Linked DNA regions of Mus musculus: regions 1 and 2 are each linked to region 3. Evidence: chromatin contacts called from public HiChIP or PLAC-seq and promoter capture Hi-C data. All regions are on one chromosome and are shown on one strand. Each heading gives the region's core, a stretch centred on a gene start, on an enhancer-like site or on the middle of the called end of the contact. The rest is flanking DNA. Distances are from core to core; before and after follow the strand shown. Region 1 holds the start of Ankrd61 (ankyrin repeat domain 61). Region 2 has its middle 19 kb from the start of Fam220a. Region 3 holds the start of Usp42 (ubiquitin specific peptidase 42).

Evidence for each region. Promoter capture Hi-C pulls out the DNA fragments that hold promoters and counts their contacts. HiChIP or PLAC-seq counts read pairs in DNA pulled down with a chosen protein or histone mark.
Region 1: a promoter capture Hi-C map of the HPC-7 cell line shows a contact between it and region 3, with 4 times the contacts expected there. The contact joins the promoter of Ankrd61 here to the promoter of Usp42 in region 3. A contact is called at or near these places in 19 of 39 promoter capture datasets (3T3-L1-derived adipocytes, the C10 cell line, the HPC-7 cell line and 13 more), 2 of 15 datasets of contacts at CTCF or cohesin (CD8 T cells and the NIH/3T3 cell line), 61 of 484 Hi-C or Micro-C datasets (the AML12 cell line, the Ba/F3 cell line, the C2C12 cell line and 41 more), 37 of 115 datasets of contacts at active chromatin or transcription factors (the 230-238 cell line, the NIH/3T3 cell line, the SCID.adh cell line and 25 more) and 4 of 9 other capture datasets (adipose tissue, embryonic stem cells, liver and 1 more).
Region 2: a contact with region 3 is called in an H3K4me3 HiChIP or PLAC-seq map of fetal liver, with 4 times the contacts expected there. The contact joins the enhancer-like site here to the promoter of Usp42 in region 3. A contact is called at or near these places in 21 of 39 promoter capture datasets (the 3T3-L1 cell line, 3T3-L1-derived adipocytes, the C10 cell line and 14 more), 1 of 15 datasets of contacts at CTCF or cohesin (large pre-B cells), 10 of 484 Hi-C or Micro-C datasets (CD8 T cells, the G1E-ER4 cell line, the N1E-115 cell line and 7 more), 34 of 115 datasets of contacts at active chromatin or transcription factors (the 230-238 cell line, the NIH/3T3 cell line, the SCID.adh cell line and 21 more) and 4 of 9 other capture datasets (adipose tissue, embryonic stem cells, liver and 1 more).

What each region holds. Positions count from the first base shown.
Region 1 is chr5:143,893,753-143,896,679 of GRCm38.p6, reverse strand. Ankrd61 (ankyrin repeat domain 61) reads left to right here and starts at 1,613. Exons shown (of 3, transcript NM_025732.4): 1 at 1,613-1,908. The coding sequence starts at 1,696. The region is part of intron 11 of Eif2ak1 (eukaryotic translation initiation factor 2 alpha kinase 1); the gene reads right to left.
Region 2 is chr5:143,566,471-143,569,453 of GRCm38.p6, reverse strand. No RefSeq gene overlaps it. Among named protein-coding and RNA genes, the nearest start is that of Fam220a, 19 kb to the right of the region's middle. Within about 2 kb of position 1,678, at least 28 of the 459 cell types and tissues checked have an H3K27ac peak or open chromatin away from gene starts, as enhancers often do. A contact at or near this core is called in the G1E-ER4 cell line, the HPC-7 cell line, bone marrow-derived macrophages and 3 more, where this site is marked.
Region 3 is chr5:143,731,009-143,733,715 of GRCm38.p6, reverse strand. Usp42 (ubiquitin specific peptidase 42) reads left to right here and starts at 1,436. Exons shown (of 18, transcript NM_029749.2): 1 at 1,436-1,553. It overlaps Gm38737 (a long non-coding RNA gene), which reads right to left and starts at 1,261. Exons shown (of 3, transcript XR_868672.3): 1 at 1-1,261.

The sequences.
Region 1 (2,927 bases), core at 364-2,863, 160 kb before region 3:
CACCACACACACACACACACACCCACACACACATGAGCATGTGAGCACACACACACCACATATACATTCACATCACACCACACCACACACACACACACACAAAGCATGCCACCCACATAGACACACACACCACACACACTGAGCATGCTACACATACACTCACACACCAAAGTAAAAAGGTTGCTGAGTGCTGGCCGCTGAGGAACGTTTTGATGTAGCACGAACAAAGCACTGTGACCTCACTCCAACAAGGCATAAAGTAACACACACACACACACACACACACACACACACACACACACATATATATATATATATATATATATCTGCGATCCAGCACTAGAGAGGGGGTGGCAAGATCAGAGGTTCAAGGTCATCCTCAACTACATAGCAAGCTTGAAGCAAGCCAGAGCTGCAAGAGACTGTTTTGAATAATAGCAACAACATCACCATGTAACTGGGAGAAAAGATTTTACTAAAATTAAAGCTAACAGATTAAATGTAGTTCACTTTTATGTTAATATATGTCCTACTCTATTTTGGTCCTGCTAAGAGTTTGGTTTTTTAAAAATCGTATGTGCAGGGCTGAAGAGATGGCTTAGCAGTTAAGAGCACTGACTGCTCTTCCAGAGGTCCTGAGTTCAGTTCCCAGCAAGCACACAGTGGCTTACACCATCTATAATGGGATTCAATGCCCTCTTCTGGTGTGCATAAAGACAGCTACGGTGTACTCATCTACATAAAATAAATGAATAATTTTTTTCCATTTTATTTTTTTCCATTTCCAAATTTTTTATATTAGGTATTTTCTTCATTTACATTTCAAATACTATCCCAAAAGTCCCCCATACCACCCCCCACTCCCCTACCTACCCACTCCCACTTCTTGGCCCTGGCGTTTTCCTGTACTGAGGCATATAAAGTTTGCAAGACCAAGGGGTCTCTCTTCCCAATGATGGCCGACTAGGCCATCTTCTGCTACATATGCAGTTAAGAGTCACGAGCTCCGGGGTACTGGTTAGTTCATATTGTTGTTCCACCTATAGGGTTGCAGACCCCTTCAGCTCCTTGGGTACTTTCTCTAGCTCCTCCAAATTTTTTAAAAAACTGTGCATACATGGCATGGCATGGCATGGCATGGCGAGCGAGGTCAGAGGACAACCTTCAGGAGTCCCACTGTGTAGATCGTCAGGGTGGAGCTCAAGTGCTCATTCTTGGTGGCAGGCATCTTACCCTGGCCAGCTCACTTGGTCCTATTAGATTTAATTATAGTTGATATGTAAGGGAAAAGAGAAATGCTTTTAGCCATAAGGTGCCAGTTTGGTGTAAAAGCTGAGAAACGATGCTTGCAATTGGTACTATAAATGAGGGAACAAAATCTCGGGCTGGCTCCAGTATAACATGGATTCAGTGCACACGCCTTTAATCCCAGCACTTGGGAGGCAGAGGCTGGTGGGTCTCTACATTTGAGGCCAGCCTGATCTACACAGAGACTTCCAGAGAAAGCCTGTCTCAAAAAAAAAAAAAAAAAAAAACTGAAAAAAAAAATAAAAAGAACGAACAAAGGATTCTTTTGACAAACATAATTCTAGAACAGTTCTAGAACTGAGCCAAAGGAATCATCATGGTAAGAGAGACTAACCAATTCCATAGCAGCCTCCCTCACCTGTAAGCCCTTGCTCTAAAGCCGTTCTCATGGGAAACATAACCAAGAGAGGAAGCAGAGACCTGGTGGCTGACGGTGCCACGTTGGTGGAGGAGAGCCTGGCCACGACCCTGCACTCTAAACTGTATGAGGCCATCATCAAGGAAGACTGTAACACCATCAAGACACTTCTCAGAAACCACCCTGTCAACCAGCCCCTGACCATCCTGGCCAACTCCACCCGTTACAGACTACTGAGCCAGGTACTCCCTCCTCTCTGTCACAGTAAAGAAACAACAGAGCGGGAAGCGGTGGCACACCCTTTTAACCCCAGAACTTTGGAGGACTTCACAAAACATAGGGCTCCGCAGACCATCCCCCAGGTCCAGTACACATACCCTAGCCTGCAACTCCTCCATCCTGCGCCACACACAGATGGATGGATGGAACACAGCTTGTGTGGCTGGAAGAAGGGTACCCTCCTCCTCTCAGAACACACCCACAGCGACGATGTCATGTAAGGTGAATTATTTTTCACTTCCTATACACACCTTCCTAGATTTTCTGTTTGTTTGAGGCTGGGCTTACTCTATAGTCCAGGCTGGCCTAGAACTCACCATGTTACCCAAGCTTGCCTAAAGCAAGCAACAATCCTCCTGTCTCCACCTCCCAAGTGCTGGAATTATAGGTATGAGCCCCCAAAGCTGGTTGATCATTGCTTTTGTAATTAACTTTTTTTCTTTTCCAAAAAAGGAAAGTGGCCCCCGTCTTTGTCTCACTCGTCTGTCATCTTGCAGACATGGTGTGTTTTAGGACCCAGCATCCTCAGCTCTACCAATCACAGTAAGGACATGGACCACAGCACCTATGAAACCTTAGAAACCCACATTTTATAGCTCATGATGGCTTGGCAAGACCTAAACAAAATGTAACAAGTACTTGCTATTCAACTTGTGGGTTAATTTAAGGACTAAATGATTTCAGAGCAATTTGCTCCTGATTTTATAGCCAGAGACGGCCTCGTACTCCTGACTCTCCTGCACCTCCACCCCCCAGGGGCTAGGATTATTTACAGGTGAGCACTAACATGCTCAGCTCTAAAACACAAAGTGGGTCATTTAAATTCACCAGTTATGGTAATTTAAACTCAAGGAGAAAAGCTTCAGCCAGGAATGATAGCACATGCCTTAGGAGGCAGGGGCAGCTGGATCTGTCTGTGAATTCCAGGCTCCATCTACACAGGGAAACTCTCGCCAAGAAACAAAACAAAAACAAACAAACA
Region 2 (2,983 bases), core at 429-2,928, 160 kb after region 3:
TCTTGTTCTAATTTGGCAATTTTCATTCTTTTCTATGTGATGTGTGTATGTGTGTGTGTGTGTGTGTGTGTATACACACACGTTCTCATGGGACTAGAGAGATAGTGGCTCACTGGTTCCAGGTTCTTGCAGCTCTTACAGAGGACTCCAGTTCAGTTTCCACCCTCATCTAATGGTTCACAACCACCTATAACTCCAGCTCCAGGGGACTGGACTCGGGTAACCTGCACAAACGTGGCTCTCTCTCTCTCTCTCACACACACACAGATAAAATAATAAAACTATTTCTCAAAACAAAAAAGAACATACAGAATCCTGAGTTCAGAACCATGAATCTATTTTGTTGTCTCATTTGTTATACAAAACACATTTTTAACTTCTATCAAACTGTTCTATATGTAATCCACTTCCTTATGTTTTAACAAATAAGCAAAGCTATGTAAAATCTAGTGCTTCTCAAGTATCTATGTACACTGGGGCTACAGATGTGACCCAGGAGGTTGGCTGCCTAGCATCCACAGGGCCCTGGGTTCAGTCTTCAGCGATGGATATCATGTACACACAATTCAATGTATTATCATGGGCCATGTAGTCTTATGGAGTGTAACTTCAAGTATAAAAAATAATACAAATGGGAAACTTATCAAATGCGAGTTAAACCTAGACATGGGGCTGATCCATAGAACTCTCTCTGTAGGCTAGGCTGGCCTTGAACTCACAGAGATCACCTGCCTCTGTCTTTCAAGTGCTGGGATTAAAAACATGGACTTACCACCACCCAGCTTCAAAATACTCTTTAAAACAATTTTTTAAAAGCCAGACATGAGGATGTATGCTTATAATCCCATTACCCAGGTGGGTGAAGCAGGGTAGCCAAGAGTTCTAGGTCAGCCTGGGCTATACAGTGGGTTCAGTATGCAGGTCAGTCAGAGTTACATATTGTTTGTATAGAAAAAGAATACATGTGTGTGAGATTTCACATATATATATATGAAATATATATGAAAATTTTATATATTCATATATATTATATATATTTCATATATAGATAGATTTCATATATTATATATATAATTTCACATATATATGAATATACATATATGTATATATGTGTATGTGAAATTCTCTCATTCATATATATACATATATGAATGAGAGAATTCATATATATGAATATATATTATGAATGAATTCATATTCATGAATATATATATATATATATATGAATGAATAAAATGTGAGTTTGATAGTTTGACAGAAGCGGGGAGACGAGAGGCAGGAAGGGAAGAAGATAGAAACAGGTAGACAAAGAGACCTCAATAAACTAACCACTTAAAGAGAAAGCTTTTGGAAAGCAGCTCATTTGCCTAGGTGGACATGTGGCTCCCTCTGCTGGCAGGTCTGATCCTTGCATGCACAGACACGGTAAGTTTGTCTTCCTAGCTCCAAATGAAGGACCTTCCTTGATCCACACTACCTTTCAGGGGTATCACAAGCACTGTGGCTCCCGGAAGTTCCCCTTCAGGTTAGATTTTCTACTGACATCTTTGCGTGTGTGACATTGGGAAAGGAAACCACTAGGACACACGCCCATCCTCTAAAACAATTTGAGTTGCTGTGGATTGAACCCAACGGCTCCTGCGTGCTACCCAGGGACCCCTTGAACAACTATGCCGAGCTGGATGTGCTGGCACGCACCTTCAACCCCAGGACTTGGGAGAGAGAAGTATATACCAACCTCATCTACAGAGTGAGTTCCAAGACAACAGAGGTTTTTTTGTTGTGTTTGTTTTAAGGTCTTAGGGAGCTGGCTCAGTGGTTAGCAGCACTGGCTGCTCTTCCAGAGGACCCGAGTTCAGGCCACAGCACCTACCTGGAGGCTTACGACTCTGTAACTCCAGACCCAGGGAGTCTCATGCCTGTCTGGATTTGTAGTCACCATTGTTGGAGGCATAGGGAGTTGGGGCCCAGTCTGGACTATAGGAGACCCTGCCTCAAAAGCACGGTGTCTTAATGAGCTTCATAAAGCAAGAATTTAAAGCTCACCATCCTATGAGCTTTATCTTTGCTGAACAACTTTGAAAACAAGCTGTGCTGGTGCAATGACTCAGCAGGTAACGGTGCTTGCCACCAAGCCCGAGTTCATATGTACAAGAGGATGTTCTCTGGACTCTACCTCTGTGCAATGGGTGTACATGTACACGTACACACACACACACACACACACACACACACACACACACACACACACACACACACACACACAACCTGTAATGAAAACTCTTTTAGAAAACTCTTTATTTATTTATTTATTTATTTATTTATTTATTTATTTATTTATTTATTTATTTATTTATTTAGAGACAGGGACACTATATGGTCTAAGCTAGCCTCGAACTATATAGATCAGACTGGCCTCAAATTCACAGAGATCCACCTGCCTCTATCTCTCATGTGCCTGGCTTCCTTCCTCAAATTTTTTTTTTTTGTTTTTTTTTTTTGTTTTTCGAGACAGGGTGTCTCTGTCTAGCTCTGGCTGTCCTGGAACTCACTTTGTAGACCAGGCTGGCCTCGAACTCAGAAATCCTCCTGCCTCTGCCTCCCAAGTGCTGGGATTAAAGGCATGCGCCACCACGCCCGGCTCAAATTTTTACTGTACAAATATACAGCTCTTTAATGAAAGGTTGAGCTTGAAGTACAAACTAAAGGCCTCTTGAGTTCTGGTAACAAATGTACACATTATATAGTGACTTCCACATTAGCACTATTTAACACACACACTCATCCACAAAACCAATGTTTAACAACAACAACAAAAAAAAAATTGTTAAATACTTGAGGGGCTGGAGAGATGGCTCAGAGGTTAAGAGCACTGGATGCTTTTCCAGAGGTCCCAAGTTCAATTCTCAGTAGCCACATGGTGGCTCACAACCATCTGTGATGGGATCTGATGCTCTCTTCTGGTGTGCATGAAGAGTGAGCA
Region 3 (2,707 bases), core at 187-2,686:
ACTCATGGCAATCCTTCTGCCTAAGCTGCTGAATTCTAGGATCACAGACATGGGTTATTTTACCTTTTGCAAATCTCTTAATAATGGTCTACAGTGGTGAAATTCCATAACCATTTTTTGTAAAGAAAAAAGTTGTGGTGTTAATTTTGACAGGAGATGCTGAAATGTGAGCAACTAGGATTCTCTTTCTCCTTTTTAATTCCTCAAAGTACTTGAGTTTTTTGCTCCAAATACTCAATAGACATTTTATAGCCAACCTATAGGGACTGTAATGAAGTTGGTAGCATGAGTAGGTATAGGCTCCTGACCTCTTTATAATGTTAAAAGCTTAACATAGCATGCTGTGGCTGGAATAAATGAAAGGAAAAAGGAAATATGGAGTTGGGTGTTTTGTTTTGAGACTGGGAGTCCTTCTGTAGCACAGGGTGTCTTCAAACTTGTGATTCTCCTGTCTCAGACTCACCTGTACTGGGAATCATTAAAATGGGACTTTTAATGCCCAAGCTAAAGAGCTTAGCTTCTTCTTCTGATCTGTGTTTTAAAATAAAACAAAAAACTGTGTCCACAAGAGTATAGTGAAACCAGAGTGGAGTGCTGGAGGAGTCAGTTAGACTAGGCTTAGTGAGAGAGAAGGCAAGTGGGTGGTGGGCAGGACCACAGCTCTTTAGGTCAGTAGGGTGTAGTGAACTGGTGGTCTAGGGGGTGAAAGGTTTTGATCAGCAGTGAATGCTCTTCAGGGGTGTGTACTAAATGGGTACCACAGGCAGGCGCTGGAGGGGAGAGAATACAAGGATGAACTACTTTGTCCAGCCTCAGGATCCAGGAAGTAACAAGAAGCATGACTGTAGGACTGGGGCGCAGTTGCCTCAATCTGGAGAGCTAAGACTTGAAGTGAGACGTTGAGGGGGGTGCATGGTCTGCTCTTTAGCCTGGCAGGGCTACGTAAGGTAGAGACAGCGGAGGCCCCATCGCGGTGAGGGCCCGTGGATCGCAGAGCCCAGTGGCCTCGCCACCGTAGTCCGCAGGGCCACGCGTAGGAGAGGCATGAGTCTCCCGGGATGGGAGCTCAGGTGTACTGGCTTTAGGGCCCCAACCCGGGCCACTCCGGGAACTCTGAACGGAAGCGGCCCCTCCCCGCCCTGCTGCCGGACACCCAGCCAATCAGTGCATCCCGCCAATCAGGGCGTCGGACCAATCAGTGTGCTTTCTCCGGCGGAGCCCGGCGCTTAGCTGACGCGTGAGGCCAGCCCGCGCCCCGCCGCCCTTGGGCGACGGCCCCTCCCGCGTTTGCCCGGCCCGTTAGCTGCGCGCCGCGCCTCTTGCGCGACGGCCCCTGGGCGGCGGAGGCCGTGGCGGCGGCGCGTGCGGGCGCGGCCCTGGTGCGCCCCCTGGCGGCCCGGCCGGCAAGCTGCGGGTGCGGCGCTGACCCGGAGGCGGCGGCGGCGGTGCCCGGATGGAGGCACGTCATTGTCCCCCGCCGGGCGGCTGGGCTGTGTGCGGCGGCGGCGGCGGCGGCGGCCGAGGGGGATGGAGCGAGTGCCGAGCCGGGTCAGGTAAGCTCCCGCCTCCTTCCCGCCCGCTGCAGGCCGGCGTGGGGCCGGGCCGCGTGTCCCTGGTTCGCGGCCTCAGCCGCCCCGCCGCCTTCAGCCGGCCGCGGCCCGCCGGGACTAGCGCGGCCCCTCGCCCGCCGCCCCCTCTACAGCCGCCGGGCGGCCCGGGGACCCCACGGCTGCGGGACTGGCGCTGCCGCCGCCCGGCCGGGCCAGGCCCGCAGAGCAGGAGGCGGTGGCCACGGCGGGCGGGCTCGCAGCGAAGGCAGCGCCGGGGTTGCACGGAAGGGCCGGACCCCCCTGGTTGCCATGGCCACAGCGCTCCCACCCCCACCGGCCCCAGCCCGCCCCCTCGGTCCGCTGCTCGGGCGGCCGGCAGCTACCGGGCCGCCCGGCGCGTTTGGAGCTGCCGGGGTGGGCGTGTGCACGCCGGGACAGTGTAGCCGGCGTAGCCGGCGTCCGGGGCCCGCCCGCCGCCCCCCCGCGTGGCTGCCACCTCCGGCTCCAGGGCGCCCCTCGGAGCTCCGGGCTGGCCTCCCCGCCCCCACCCCACCCCGACAAACTTTCCCACCCGGGCGCAGTCCACTAGGCTCCTCAGCAGAACACCCGAGTTGCCCACGCCGTAGCGGAGCGGACACCCGCAAGAGAGGCGGACAGCCGGGGGTGTTGGGGTGGGGGGGAGGAGCCCCGTAGCTCTTTCCCCTCCGAAAAAGCGAGTGTGCCTTCCTCCCCCAGGCTCTTTATCTTTTGGGGCACAGAGAACCAACTTACCTGGAGGAAAGGGCGGGTGGGAGGGATCAGATTCAGATGTTTGAAATGAAAATTTGACGGGACCAAAGTTTTACAATCTAGGACTTTAACCTCCCTAGAATACAGTTGAGATTACTTTTGTTGAATAGCTCTTTTATATCTGAAGGCCTTAGGACTTGCTTGTTTGTGGTTCTTTCAAGTAAATACACTCAAGTAACAAAAAGTGTCGGGGAAACTAGTTAACGCCCCTTTTACAAAGTAACAACCGGATCCAGGTTCGCACAGCTGTTTATGGAGGAGAACTTTTCTTCAAAGCATGCATTTTAAACGTTCTGCTTTTACCATGTCACTCATTCAGATGCTTAGGTCTGTGAATAATGAGTTACACTTATTTGTTTTTACTCAGG